Regions from separate parts of the Mus musculus genome. Here regions 2, 3, 4 and 5 are each linked to region 1. Evidence: chromatin contacts called from public HiChIP or PLAC-seq, capture Hi-C and promoter capture Hi-C data. All regions are on one chromosome and are shown on one strand. The core of a region is the stretch at or near the end of the contact, and the rest is flanking DNA. Distances in the headings are between cores, read along the strand shown.

Region 1 (2,641 bases), core at 40-2,539:
GGTATGCGACATACCTCAAAGTATTAAAAGTAGTTTTGTAATTAGAAGGGGAAAAAAAAAGTTAACCTGCATCTCTACAGTTACGGGGCTGAAAAGGCTGGGCCTGACTGAACCCTAGTGGAGAGAATGAGTCACTGCACCACCCCACACACACTTTCAAGCTCATTTATACATTAAAAAATAATGAGGTAGCCGGGCGTTGGTGGCGCACACCTTTTATCCCAGCACTCGGGAGGCAGAGGCAGGCAGATTTCTGAGTTCGAGGCCAGCCCGGTCTACAGAGTGAGTTCCAGGACAGCCAGGACTTCACAGAGAAACCCTGTCTCGAAAATAATAATAATAATAATAATAATAATAATAATAATAATAATAATAATAATAATAACAATAATAATAATAATGAGCACAAGTCATGTTGTTAATCCCAGCACTCCGCGGGCTGAGGCAGGCCGATCCTTGAGACCCTGTCTCAAACTATAATAATAAAAAACTGATATACAGAGAAACCCTGTCTCGAAAAAAACAAAACAAAAACAACAAAAAAAAAACAACAAAAAAAAACTGAGCACAACCTGGCACTTGGGAAATTGAGGCAGCAGGATCTAGAGTTTGAGGCCTGCAAAGGTTACATAGTAACTCTGTCTCAGAAGACAGAACAGTAAGCTTGAATGTAGACACATTCTGTCCAAAGAGAATGCTGAGGCTCTGGGAAACGGATTTACGCTTTTTTTTTTTTTTTTTTTTTAAATAATGTGTGGTGCTCTGCCTGTCCTGGAACTTGGTATGTAGACCAGACTGGCCTCGAACTCATAGAAAACTGCCTGCCTCTGCCTCCTGAGGGCTGTGTGTCACTCCCCCCGCCCCCCCCGGATTAAACTACTTTAAAAAAATACTTCTTTTATCTTGCCAGACTTGGTATCGCATGCATTAATTTAGTCTCAGCACTTGGGTGGCAGAGGCAGGTAGATTTTTATGAAATTGAGGCCAGCCATGACTACATAATGAATTCCAGGCCAATCCAGGCTACAGGAGACCCTGTTTCAAAACCAAACAAATCAGAGACTCTGTTTACACAGGCTCTCTGGGTGTGTGTGTGTGTGAGAGGGGTATCCTACTTAGTTGAGATATAATCAGTACGTCTCTTCACGTATTGATCTAGCTCGCCAGACTAGAAATCACCGAGATACCGATTTCTCACGACACTCGCGTCTCGCACCACGTGCTCCGGGCGCGGACCAGTCATTGGTCGGTGTCCCCTGGGGGCGTGCCCCGTGCATCTGTGGCACAAGATGGCGCTGCCCTTTGCACGCTGTTGGAAGTTGTACCGCTGGGGCACCAAGCGATGGGGGGTCCCTGCTGTGGAATCCCGGAGAGGTAGGCATATTTCTTTTTTACTGTCACTCCAAAGTAGTTAACGTGTCATTCCCAGAGCGCGATCAGAGAACTCCACTCCTCATTTCTCCTCTCTCCCCTCTGCCTTGATCTAGCAAGATTCCAAACCTGGGGCACCGGCTTCTGGCTTCCCCAGTCAGTGATTTGCAGCTCCCAGGGCTGTCTTACTAAAGCGGCACCTCTGCTCTTTCCATGTTAACATTTGACATTGACTTTTCTCGATTTCCCGTCATCGCCTGGACAGCTTTCAGATCAAACACAGCCCTAGGTTTACGAGTTCTTTTTTGCTCTGCCCTCAGGCATCAGTTTCAAACTGGAAGAAAAAACGGCCCACAGCAGCCTGGCACTCTTCAGAGGCGACACGGGTGTCAAATATGGCTTGGTGGGACTGGAACCCACCAAGGTGGCCCTGAATTTGGAGCGCTTCCGGGAGTGGGCAGTGGTGCTCGGAGACACCACAGTCACCAGTGGCAGACACTACTGGGAGGTAACAGTGAAGCGCTCCCAGCAGTTCCGGATAGGAGTGGCAGACGTGGACATGTCCCGGGACAGCTGCGTTGGTGCTGATGATCGTTCCTGGGTGTTCTCCTATGCCCAGCGCAAGTGGCACAGCATGTTGGCCAACGAAAAAGCTCCAATTAAGGGTATTGGGCAACCAGAGAAGGTGGGGCTGCTGCTGGACTATGAGGCAAAGAAGCTGAGCCTGGTGGATGTGAGTCGGATCTCTGTGATCCACACACTACAGACAGATTTCCGGGGCCCAGTGGCACCTGCTTTTGCTCTTTGGGATGGAGAGCTGCTAACCCACTCAGGACTCGAAGTGCCCAAGGGCCTCTAATGTGGCCAAGACCCTGAATCGTGCTCATGGTCAGCTTTCTGTCCTTAGTGTCTAAAGCGATTTTACTTTGTTTCAAGCAACTGGTAGCTCTCACAATTCTGTTGGGATCCTTTGTGCAATATTGTAGCCATCTTCCCCTGGGCCCTACTCTGTAAGAGCTAGGTATACAGCCAAAGTCGCCAGTTTCCTAGGTCATCAGGGGATTCGCCTCCTCAGGCCAGTTCTTTGGGTCCTTCTACTTGTGCCCACACACCTTAGACTGTTCAGTCCTGCGGTCCTGCCTCTCGGCCCGTCCCTTATCCACATGTAACTTGTTTTGGGGGCTCACCAGATTCTCTAGAGTAAATGCTCTCTACCTCTGGCTGGAGGAGTGGCAGCCACAGGCTTGGCCTTTTCTCTGATGCACCTCAG
Region 2 (2,641 bases), core at 36-2,535, 890 kb after region 1:
GAAAAGCAGTCTGCTGACATTCCTTTGGCTGTACTGGATACCCTGTTCCTCCAGGGCCTCTGTAACTCGACTGTCCTTTCTCATCCCCTACGTTGCTTATGGCCACTCTTCCTGCTCCTGCGAGATCTTCTCAGAGCACCTCAGCCTCTTCTCCTCATTGTGTCCATCTGTCCCCCTCTCCCCTCCTCTCTGATCTTTAAGGGAGGGGTGTTGTCTGTGTCCCCCTCTCCTACCTTCAGTACTTAAGGGAGGGAGGCTGTGTCCAGTTCACCACTTCACATAGATCCCGCCCCACCCTGCTGTAGTGCAGGCGGCCGACCAAGCTCTGAGTTATGCTCCAGGAAGCTCTGTAACTCACCACAGCAACTTCTGTCATCCACCAGTGAGACCTTTCTCCTGGCCCTTCCTTGAAGGATTTCAGGGAGCAGGCCTTCACATTGCCCGTGCTGACACTTTTGCACATCTTGTGGGGATGGTGAAGAGGCTGCCCAGAAGCAACCTGGGGTTCCTGAGGCAGATAGAGCTCCTCCAGGGAGCCATGATACAGCTTTGTCCCTGGAAAGAGAGATGTGAAGGAGTGGCAGGTGAGGACAGATATGACCTTGGGAATTGTCTAGGAATGCAGGGCAAGGCTGCCGGGAAGTGACACGGGCCCTAGAGCTAAGAGTGTAAAGGGGACGCCACAGTGGCTTGGGTGAGAACTAGGCTTATCAAAGGAGTCCGCAGAAGGTAAGACAGAGTAGTGCTCTCAGCGCTCAAGCGGGAAGAGTCAGAGAGTCGGAAAGGTGAAGAGGGGGGAGGCTCAAAGCTTACTTACCAGGAGTCCAGAGGGAGCTGTTGTAGGTAGTGTCTGCTGGGTTGTGGCAGCAGATTGATTCCTCTGTCATGTATGCAGCTGGAACAAAGATGGGCCGAGAGCTGGGGGGTGCGCCCAGACGCCTCGCCAGCCACCAGTCTGAGTTGGTCTTTCGAAGCAGTAGGAACCTGTCACCTTCAGCCAGAGACACCTGCCGGCCATCTGCCCCAGTGTAAGTGAACGGATAGAGGGCGCAGAGCTGGGGTCCCTGAGAAGGGCTTTGTAGACTCAGCCCTAGATTTCCCCAGATACTTGGCCACCACCGGCCTGAGAACATGGTGGCTGGCACTGTCACCTATAGGAAAAGGGGGTGCTGAAGTTCCAGAAGGAAATAGGAGCTGGTGCCTCCGTACAGAAGGGCATGGTTTGAAGAGTGTGTGTGAGCGTGTGTGTTTTTGTGTGTGTGTGTGTGTGTGTGTGTGTGTGTGTGTGTGTGTGTGTGTGTGTGCAGGACCCTTAGGGCGAGAGGAAGAGGGGAGAGAGATCAGCACAGGTTTGGGGGGGGTCCAACTTCTGTGTGATGTGTCTGTTGAGGAAGTGTATAAATAAGGTGAGAGAGGATGTGGTCAGCAGCCTACCCAGCAAGCAAGGCAGGGAATCTGAGAAGACAACCTAGCTTGGTGATCTTTAGATACCTTGTCGAGGTTACCTGATGTTCCAGGGTCAGAAAGACCTGATCCTGGATGTTGAAGGGAGCCCTGAGCTGCACATAAGGAGGAAGAGGAGGAGGAGGAGGAGGAGCCAGGCTAAGAGCAGAACACAGACAAAAGTACAGGTGACAATGATGAAGGGAAGGTTATGCCATGACCCGTTTTTAAGCTCACACAGGCCTCAGTGTTCCTGTGACCACCCAAACTGCCTCAGACTCGAAGCTTTGTGTTTCCTGTGCAGACAGACAACCAGAAAAACTAAAAAAACAAGCGAGCAGGAAAGGAAAAAAGAAGAGTGCATATCTCCTTCAGCCCCGTCTAGGACACATTAGGGCGCATGATCTATGCATCAACCTTCTGGAGGGGTCCCCGGGTTTATTATGGGGCTCCGTCCATTTGCAATTCTTGTTGTATGTGTGAGTGTTTGGTCTGTGTGTATGTCTCAGCACCATCCAAATGTCTGCTGCCCAAGGAGGCCAGAAGACGGTGTTGGATCCCTGGGATCAACAGTTACAGGCGGTTGTGAACCCTCATGTGGGTACTGGGAATTGAACCAGGGTTCTCTGGAAGAGCAGCCAGAGCTCTTAACTGCCAAGCCATCTCTCCAGCCTTTTTTATTTCTATGCTTAACAAGAACTGGTTGAGGACTGTCTCCTGTGTGGAAGGAGCCGTCAAGAACTAGAAATGACAAAGGGATGAGCTCCTTAGCAGCTTAGGGGGCCAGACCTTAACTGACCTTAACACAGGAAATTTACTAACTGCAGCTGAATTGGAGACCGTGCACACACGGTACAGAAGTCGATGTAGTGGCTCACGCCTTCAACCCAGCACTCAGGAGGCAGGGGCAGGTGCATCTCTATGAGTTTGAGGCCAGCATTATCTACATAGTGAGTTCTAGGGCTGGAGAGATGGCTTGGTGGTTAAGGGCACTGACTGCTCTTCCAAAGACCCTGAGTTCAATCCCCAGTAACCACATGGAGGCTCACGACCATCTGTGATGGGATCCGACACCCTCTTCTGGTGTGTCTGAAGACAGCTACAGTGTACTCATAATAAATAAGTAAATAATTCTTTTTTTTAAAAAAGATTTATTTATTTATTATATGTAAGTACACTGTATCTGTCTTCAGACACT
Region 3 (2,641 bases), core at 50-2,549, 780 kb after region 1:
ATTAACTCTTCTTTCTCCATATATACTAGAGAAGGTACAGGGAAGATTAAAATCTCCAAGCAGAGAGAGTTTGTTATGAGTGTTACACACATTGCTGGCTCTTGTCAATGCACTATGATAGGTTAGTAAGCAATACAAAAAAAGAAAAACTTCAAAAGATACAAAAGAATAAGACTCTAAGTTATAATAGTGGGCTGGTGAGATGGCTCAGCCATTAAAGGCTAGGCTCTCCTTCTAAAATATGTTACAGCATAAAACTAAAAGAAGATAAAGGGTAACAGGATGTTGGATTGCTTAGTATTTTTTGCTCGATATTTGGCCCATTTAAAATTCTGGATTTGGGGAGGGAAGGTCAAGGCACCTCAATGGCACAGTACATACTTAGTGAACACAAAGCCTTCACGTCAATGCTAGGCACTACCACCCAGCCTGCAAATCAGTTTATTTTAAGAAATGTGGCAGTATTAAGAAATGTGGCAGTATTTTAAGGACTCACCATACACAGGATGCCATATCTATGAGTGAGTACACTCACAGATATCCAGAGGAAGAGGAGTACCATGAGCACAGCACCCAACCGGAAGAGTAAGGAAGGAATGGCTTTCCAGAGGTGGACACCAGAGGCAAATGTCCAAATGACAGAGACAGGAGTAAGGTAGGTTCTTTCAGACAGATAAGGATAAGAAGAAGCGTTACAAACTGGCAGGTTGTCTGTCTTCTTGATGAGTACTGTGTAGGCAGAAGCTCTAGGCTGACCTCAGGAGAAATACCTGCCAACCAGCAGCACCAGTTCCCCAGACAGCACTGCAGTGGGTGCAGCAGCTGGCCCCAAACTGCACATCTTGCCAAATTTAGCTCCAAAGTTCTAAGTTTAGCTCAGAAGTCCTTCTGCATATAAATATTAGATTGGGCCTTGAGAGCAGAGTCTGTAGAATAAAGTTCATACTCCATGGATTTCCCTAAGAAGCTGTGAATGGTGCTGTGGTCTGAGACAGGGTCTCACTTATGTAGGCCTGCATGAACTCATACAGGTCCTTCTGCTTCAGCCTCAGGGCTGGAATTTAAATGTGTGCCAACACGCTAGGCAGGAGCTGTAGATTTTAAATGGCTGTGACATATTAACATAACAAGACCACGGGCCTTTAAGCTGATCAGCAACTCCTCACTTCCTGGTTCTTCCCCCTCCTAGTAACTTCTTCTGTGGATGGCAGGCTCTTCCTGAGCTATCTCAGTCCTCCACAGCCATCCAATTCAGCAAAGCTGAAGGCTCTCAGCACAACCCTTTGTTTACATAAGCCAATCAGGACCAAGTATTGGGCATAAAAAGGGCCCAGGCAGGAGGCCAGACTTCCTCTCCACCTCAGTAAAGCTCTGGCTCCTCTGCTGTCCTGGCTCATTATTCTTCACTGTTTTTAAGACAAGATCCTGGGGCCACTCAGAGTGATTCAGTGGCTGCTGCATTTCTATGGCCATATTTTCTCTAGAATTAAGCCCACCTGAGCAAGGAGATAGCTCTATCACAGTCAAAGACCCCCACAACATGGAGAGCTAAGGCAGAACATGTAAATCAGAACAATGGTAGGGAGCCCATGCCTAGAACTCCAGCACTCTGGAGGCTAAGGCAGGAGGAGGCCACGAGTCAGAGTCTGAAAATAAAGCAATCAAACTACAACAAAAGCCCAAACAGGCATGGTTGTGCACACTGGATGAAAAAGAGATAGAGGAGAGGGAGAGGGAGAGGGAGAGGGAGAGGGAGAGGGAGAGGGAGAGGGAGAGGGAGAGGGAGAGGGAGAGGGAGAGGGAGAGGGAGAGGGAGAGGGAGAGGGAGAGGGAGAGGGAGAGGGAGAGGGAGAGGGAGAGGGAGAGGGAGAGGGAGAGGAGAGGGAGAGGGGGGAGAGGGGGGAGAGGGGGGAGAGGGAGAGGGAGAGGGAGAGGAGGGGATGGGAGGGCTGCTGCTCCTAAGTATGGTGGAGGAGAAAGTTTATTATCAATATAAGGGAGACCTAACCAGAGGGACAAACATCTAAGAGAGTTCAGAGTGGTCACTACCCTGAACCATATGGGGAGAGGAGGAGAGGAAGGGAAGAGAGAGGGAGGGATCAGGTACAGCAGCCAGGAGGCCAAAGGTCAAAGGAAGGGCAGCCCAGCCCCTGGACTGGAGAGTTCAGAGTAGAGGACAGGGTGTGCCAACCATGCTCTTTAACAGTAGGACAGCGGAATGCTGGGAGAACATGGAGGCCTGGTCCACTCTGATAAGTTAATTAGGCATTCCCTACTAACAGACACCTGGCCTTAGCCCTTAGGTGGCTGGAGTCGGAGGACTTAGAATTTAAGGTTGGGGTGGCTACACAGTAAATCTGAGGCTTATGTAGTGAGTTTCTCTACAAAACCAGAAATAACAAACCCAAACCAACCAAAAGATAAATGATGGTCAAAAAGGAGAAAAGATAATCTTTCAGAGTGCATGTTCATAGACTGGCCTTTGAGATTACTTCTGGAATGCTGGGATTAAAGGTGTGTGCCTCAGAACCTGGCAATGATGCTTAAGACGCATGTCTGAAATGCTCACTCTATACTTATAATTTACTTTAGAAACGCATTCTTTACATGGCTTGAAAATCTGTTTCCTCAAAGCTTGCAC
Region 4 (2,641 bases), core at 70-2,569, 680 kb after region 1:
GTGTGTGTCCCTGTGGGTATTTGCCTCTGTCAAGGCAAGAGGTACTTTGGGTACCTAGCTGTTTCTGTATATCACTGTATGCTACTGTGTGTATAAATCATGTGTGTCCGTCTCTGTGTGCTTATGTGCCTCTGTGTATGCTGGTCTGTATGTGAAGTGGCCTCACTGCTACAGTGTAGCAGGGTACTATTACAGTGGGGTAAGACTGGAGACACACCTTGGGATGTGTGTCTGTCTCTTCATCTCTTTGCATGGTCCTATCTCTTGCTGTCTAGGTGTTGGTCATACTACCTACTCAGCCTCAGACACAGCGCATAGCAACAGCTGACAGCTGAAGACTCCCTGGGTAGGGGAGAGAGAGAAAGACCAGTGGGAGGAGGAAACACGAAGAAACAGCCCTGAGGATGAGAACAGAGACCGTGCTGGAGCTGGGGACAGAGAGAGACAAGGACAGAGATAGACAGGGAAGGGGACGGGATGAGAAGAGCTGAGAGTGGAAGATGGGATTGTGGGAGAGAAAGCACAGGGCTCGTACCAAGAGGGGCAGAAGGCACTGAGGACTTCCTGCCTAGCACCAAACAAGGGTGCTCTGGATCAGGCCAGGGTCAACAGTGCGGATCAGGGGCTAACTTAAAAGAGCCGGTTTAGCCAAGGGGTCCGGGGGCCGCAGAGGTGCCGCGGGGCGGGGACAGGGCGGCGGGCGCCGTTTGTCAGCCCTATTGACAGACGTGATGGGGTTTCCGTCCGTGATCAATGATTCTCATCTCCAGGCCGAATGAGCCGCGGGGCGCCCATCCATCCCCGTCAGCGCCGCGCTCAGTGCTAGTCGCCCGAGGCCCCGCCCGCCCTCACCTCGGTCCCTGTCCGGATCACTGCCCTAGACCTACCTCTGCCAGGATTATAGAAACACCCCCCACCCATCCACCTCGGGCATCACAGGACAGGGTCCTGCTGCGTTCCCTAGCCTGTGTATGGGAACTCATGCTCCGCGACGACCCCTTCCCGCTCACAGTTCAGGGCCTAGAGTCCCACGCCCTATTGTAGCCCTCATCTGCCCCAAGACCTGGCGTCTTTGGGGTGCTGCTCCCCAAACCCCTTGCCCCTCTCCAGCTTCACACCTGAGCCAGGGGTGTGTCCAGGGTGTGTCACGGTGAAAGTCACCTTCCTTGCCCCCAGCTGGGCGGGAGGGGGCGCGCGGGGCGCGGCCGGGATTGGAGCACCGCGGAGCCCCGCCCCCCCACCCCGCCCGCCCGACTCAGACCCAACTTTCTCCCCCGCCCGCGCCCCGCCCCCAGCGCCTTGCTCCGCTCCGCGCTCAGTCCGCGGGCCGAGCCGCCCGCTCCCGCTGCTCGCGCCGCCGCCCTCTGCCCGGCGTCCCTCACCCTGAGCCCAGTCCTGCCGGACTCGGGACCCGCCCTGCCCGACCCGCTCGACCGCTCGGGAAGATGCGGCTGCTCCCGGAATGGCTCCTCTTGCTCTTTGGTCCTTGGCTCCTTAGGAAGGTAAGGGTGGCAGAGCCAAGGTGCGGGGTCCGGGACACGAAGAACACTGCATGCCAGGGGGCTCCGCGCGTCCGCCCCGCCCCCAGGACTAAGCGTCCCAACTTTGTGCGTCGTGGGGGACGTGGACAGACAGACTGCCCGCTTTAGGACTGGCATGCACCCAGCAAGTTGGCTGAGGGTTAGAAGAAGGTGCAGGGTGGAGGCCCGGCTCCAGTCGGATTCAGGCGCGACGGGGGGAGGGGACGAAGCGCGACCCGCGAGTGCGCCAGACAGAGAAGGAGTGCGAGACAGACAGACAAGCCAGCGGGTGTTAGCCTAGCCTTCTTTCCGCACCTACCTCGCTTGCCTCCCTCTGTCTGTCTGTCTGTCCTTCCACCTCTCACCCTCCACCTTCCCATTCCTCTTCTCCTTGTCACAATGCCAGGTAAGCTCTGCGATCCGAGCATACATTATCCAGGCACACGCGCTTACACGGACCCACACCAGCAGGGCTGAACTTGGCTACAATCTTCCATCCCATTTCCCGCGGAGACACCATCTCCCCTGCATAACCTCACAGACACACCCCCCTCTCACGCCTGGTGGTTGTTGTCTGGGAGGGGAGTCTCTCCTTACATCTCCTTCCTGCCCCCACCCTTCTCACTGTCTCTTTTCCTGGGGTTTCTGGGTGAAGACCCAAAGGCTAAAAGGGCCCAGAGCTCATCCTGCCCGACTCTTGCCTTGAGATCTTCAGCCCATATGGGCTCACAGTGCGGACATGGAGTGTATGGGTTAAAACCAGCCCTTGTATGCATGTGTCCAGGGAATCCAGGCACTGGGACCCAAGGTGAATGTCTATGTTGGCATGCCATGGTGGAGACATTGTCTTTGCATGGTTGATTGTGCCTGCTTCAAAGCACTGCCATCTATTTGTGCCCTGAAGTGTGACCCACAAGGGTAGTTTAGACTCTGCCCCCAACTTCCTTTCTCAACTATGACCTACCCAGTTTAAGGGCAACCAGTTGGCTCCACAAGCCCTCACTCTTGGACCTCAATCCCCAGTCTTTAAGAGAAACCAGTAATTCTCCTCCAAAACGCTTGGACCCCAGGCCTGGTGTGGTGTCCTCATAACTACAATAGGGTAGACACTGCCCCAGTGA
Region 5 (2,641 bases), core at 48-2,547, 570 kb after region 1:
GGCCCTATCCTTACCCTACTGGGGACTGGGACCGCCAAGCCAGGAACAGCTCCAATTTCCTCTAAATCTCCCTGTAGAGTGACTCAAGTCTCATCCTTCCCCCACCCCAGACGCCATTAAGCCATATTTTTCTCCTGAGCTGCCGGTAACGTTGCAGGGTCTATAGGTCGGGCTAGGACAAGGACCGTCCTTTCTTGAGATCAGTCCCCTAGGGTGGGAAGGCGGAGCTACACTTCAAGAGGCGGGGCGAGCTTTCCCTTCCAGGCTCCCCCTCCCCGCCGTAGGGGAAGCCCGACAACCTAGAAGCTTCTTCGTAAGCTTGGTGGCCTAAATCTATCCCCTCCACTCCCGCATTCCGAGTCCGCTGGCCGTGTGACCCCAATATCAAAAGTCAAGGGCTTCCCTGAGTTGTCCAATGTGCGTGTATATATGACGGTGGCGGCGCTGGTGGGGGTGGGAAAGGGTGGGAGGAGGTGGAGCCAGGTCAGCATGAGGAGGGTTAACCCCCAGCCGGCTGCCCTCCACGGGGAAATCTCAGGGTTTACTGCGGCCAAAAAAGTGAGGGGGAAAGTCCCCCTCCTCTGGGGCACCATGAGATCTACATCTGGGTCTCTCTCACCCTCCAGCCACACCCTGAGTAGGAACCTTTAGCGGGCAGCAGCTAGGGGTTGGACAGGCTCGGGGACCCTGGAGCATCAACTTCTAGGGAAAGGCAGCCATGTCCCCCAACCCAGAGAACCTTTCTTCTCCTCTGCCCAGCGACTGTCCCAAGACCCAGGAGGCGCAGGGCTGAGGATTGGGGAAAGTGACGCGACACGTTGGGGACCGGAATGTGGAGGCCTGTACCCACCCGAGTCCTTCGAAAGTTGGAAACTGCCAAAACCCAGTGCCGTCAGCTAACCCCAGATGAAACTATTTTCAGGGGACCAACTGCCCCGCCCAGGGGGGAGGATCCGAGAGGCCCCGAAAATCCATCCCTCGTGGTTCGTCAAAGCCCCCCCATAACCTTCCCTACTCGCAGACGTCCCCTCACCTCAGCAGCCCCGCTGCTATCTTCTCCCTCTCTCAGAGGGCACTACCAAGCCCCATGGGTCTGTAGGTCTGTCCAGCGGGTCCTGGGCTGGCCCTAAAAACTCAATGTGTACAGACACACACACACATATGCACACAGGCACGCGCGCACACGCTCGAGCGCGCGCACACACACACAAACACACACACAGGCACGCACGCACTCGTCTCCGGGCCTTCTTCACTGTAAACCCTGGCTGCCCCGGCCTGCTGTTTCCGGCTTCTCTGTCTGCCCAGGTCCCTCCCTGGCGCTCTGACGACACAGAGAAGAGAAAGTGGGCTGGAGGAGGAAGAGGAAGAAAGTGGGGTGAACCTGTATGTACCCGGTGGGGAAGCACGTAGTGGGGAGGGCAAAGCTGGAGCTCCATTGAACCACACTGGAGGGAGGCTGACCTTTACTCTAATCCCCTTAGCACTGATCCATTCCCCACTCCTCGGAAAAGTCACCTAATATCTGGCAGAGGCATGCCACCCCGAACTGCCTAGCTACCACACAAACTTTCTCCGGGCCAGAGATTGGGACCTCGGGGAACTGTGCTATGGGACATCTGGGTTGTGTGCGTCCTCCAGTGGAGGACCCTGAAAAACAGCTGGGAGCCCGAGGCCCCTGCACAATTAGGCTCACCTCCTTCCAAGGCAGGAACGCCTTAGAAGTCCCGTGATACTGTAGGGAGGAAGTGGGGGAGGGGAACCCTTAGCTCAGAATTCTGGAAGTCTCCGGGAGTCCCTTGGAGGAAAAGGAATTCATTCGGGGATACCACGTCCCAAACCCTAGTGATAGCCACTGAGGGCTGCCAGGGTGCCAAGTTTGAATGTGAATATGCTGTGCAACCTTGGCAAAGTTCCTATCTGTTTCTGAGGTAAACACTGAGACACACCCCAAAACAAATATGTGCAATTTCCCTGGCCACAAGAAAACACACACACACACACACACACGCATACACACACACATACACACACGCACACGCGCGTGTCTGAGCTTTACACATGTAGCAGCAGGCTCTCACACATGACAGCCCTCAGAGCCTCTTAGAGTCACACACACACACACACACACACACACACGCCCCTTGTTCAGCCTCTGAATCACCATCATAACCAGAGGACTGTCCTGTAGTTTTTGTTGGGGAGGATAACAAAAGGCCAAACCTGAAAGTCGAGTGTATGGAGGGATAGTCTGAGGGTGGCTGTGTCAAGTTGGAATTTTGGCTTTCCATTGCCTTTCAGGGCTGGGCTGAAAGAGCAAAAGCCAGGCTTCTGGCGCCCCCTGGTGCCTGAGCTGATTCCTCCACTGCACATCCGTGGGCACTGTACACAGTGCAAACTTAGATCCACCCAGGTGCCAGAGCAAACTGTACATGTACATATAATATAATCATGGACTCTGAGCAAGACCTATTTGTGTTCAAGTCCTGCCAAAGATGCTAACTGCAGAATTGGCTGGTTCATTATCTGTAGGACGGAGCACGCAGAGTGGCTTAAGCTGTGGGGTTGTGAGAATAGAATATACTGATACATAAAGGCTCAGAGGAACTCTGGTCACCTAGTAAACAGCAAGCAGGAGGTA

Evidence for each region. Promoter capture Hi-C pulls out the DNA fragments that hold promoters and counts their contacts. HiChIP or PLAC-seq counts read pairs in DNA pulled down with a chosen protein or histone mark. Capture Hi-C pulls out chosen DNA fragments and counts their contacts.
Region 2: a capture Hi-C map of macrophages shows a contact between it and region 1, with 4 times the contacts expected there. The contact joins the promoter of Arhgap9 here to the promoter of Spryd4 in region 1. A contact is called at or near these places in 1 of 39 promoter capture datasets (hippocampal neurons), 5 of 115 datasets of contacts at active chromatin or transcription factors (astrocytes, bone marrow-derived macrophages, embryonic stem cells and 2 more) and 1 of 9 other capture datasets (macrophages).
Region 3: a promoter capture Hi-C map of liver shows a contact between it and region 1, with 2.5 times the contacts expected there. The contact joins the enhancer-like site here to the promoter of Spryd4 in region 1. A contact is called at or near these places in 6 of 39 promoter capture datasets (3T3-L1-derived adipocytes, cranial neural crest, hippocampal neurons and 2 more).
Region 4: a contact with region 1 is called in a FOXA1 HiChIP or PLAC-seq map of pancreatic cancer cells. The contact joins the promoter of Nxph4 here to the promoter of Spryd4 in region 1. A contact is called at or near these places in 9 of 39 promoter capture datasets (3T3-L1-derived adipocytes, cranial neural crest, embryonic stem cells and 3 more) and 3 of 115 datasets of contacts at active chromatin or transcription factors (embryonic forebrain, large pre-B cells and pancreatic cancer cells).
Region 5: an H3K4me3 HiChIP or PLAC-seq map of bone marrow-derived macrophages shows a contact between it and region 1, with 5 times the contacts expected there. The contact joins the promoter of Stat6 here to the promoter of Spryd4 in region 1. A contact is called at or near these places in 10 of 39 promoter capture datasets (the C10 cell line, cranial neural crest, embryonic stem cells and 5 more), 1 of 484 Hi-C or Micro-C datasets (embryonic stem cells), 9 of 115 datasets of contacts at active chromatin or transcription factors (the 230-238 cell line, T-cell acute lymphoblastic leukemia, bone marrow-derived dendritic cells and 6 more) and 1 of 9 other capture datasets (embryonic stem cells).

The regions. Positions count from the first base shown.
Region 1 is chr10:128,210,442-128,213,082 of GRCm38.p6, reverse strand. It overlaps Spryd4 (SPRY domain containing 4), which reads left to right and starts at 1,289. Exons shown (of 2, transcript NM_025716.2): 1 at 1,289-1,374; 2 at 1,692-2,641. The coding sequence starts at 1,290. The coding sequence ends at 2,230.
Region 2 is chr10:127,320,608-127,323,248 of GRCm38.p6, reverse strand. Arhgap9 (Rho GTPase activating protein 9) reads right to left here and starts at 1,285. Exons shown (of 16, transcript NM_001285785.2): 1 at 818-1,285; 2 at 359-555. The coding sequence starts at 1,133.
Region 3 is chr10:127,425,494-127,428,134 of GRCm38.p6, reverse strand. All of the region lies in intron 2 of R3hdm2 (R3H domain containing 2), which reads right to left. Among named protein-coding and RNA genes, the nearest start is that of Gm23819, 22 kb to the right of the region's middle. Within about 2 kb of position 1,299, at least 84 of the 459 cell types and tissues checked have an H3K27ac peak or open chromatin away from gene starts, as enhancers often do. A contact at or near this core is called in liver, where this site is marked.
Region 4 is chr10:127,533,237-127,535,877 of GRCm38.p6, reverse strand. It overlaps Nxph4 (neurexophilin 4), which reads left to right and starts at 1,319. Exons shown (of 2, transcript NM_183297.2): 1 at 1,319-1,502. The coding sequence starts at 1,446.
Region 5 is chr10:127,641,642-127,644,282 of GRCm38.p6, reverse strand. It overlaps Stat6 (signal transducer and activator of transcription 6), which reads right to left and starts at 1,297. Exons shown (of 22, transcript NM_009284.2): 1 at 1,034-1,297.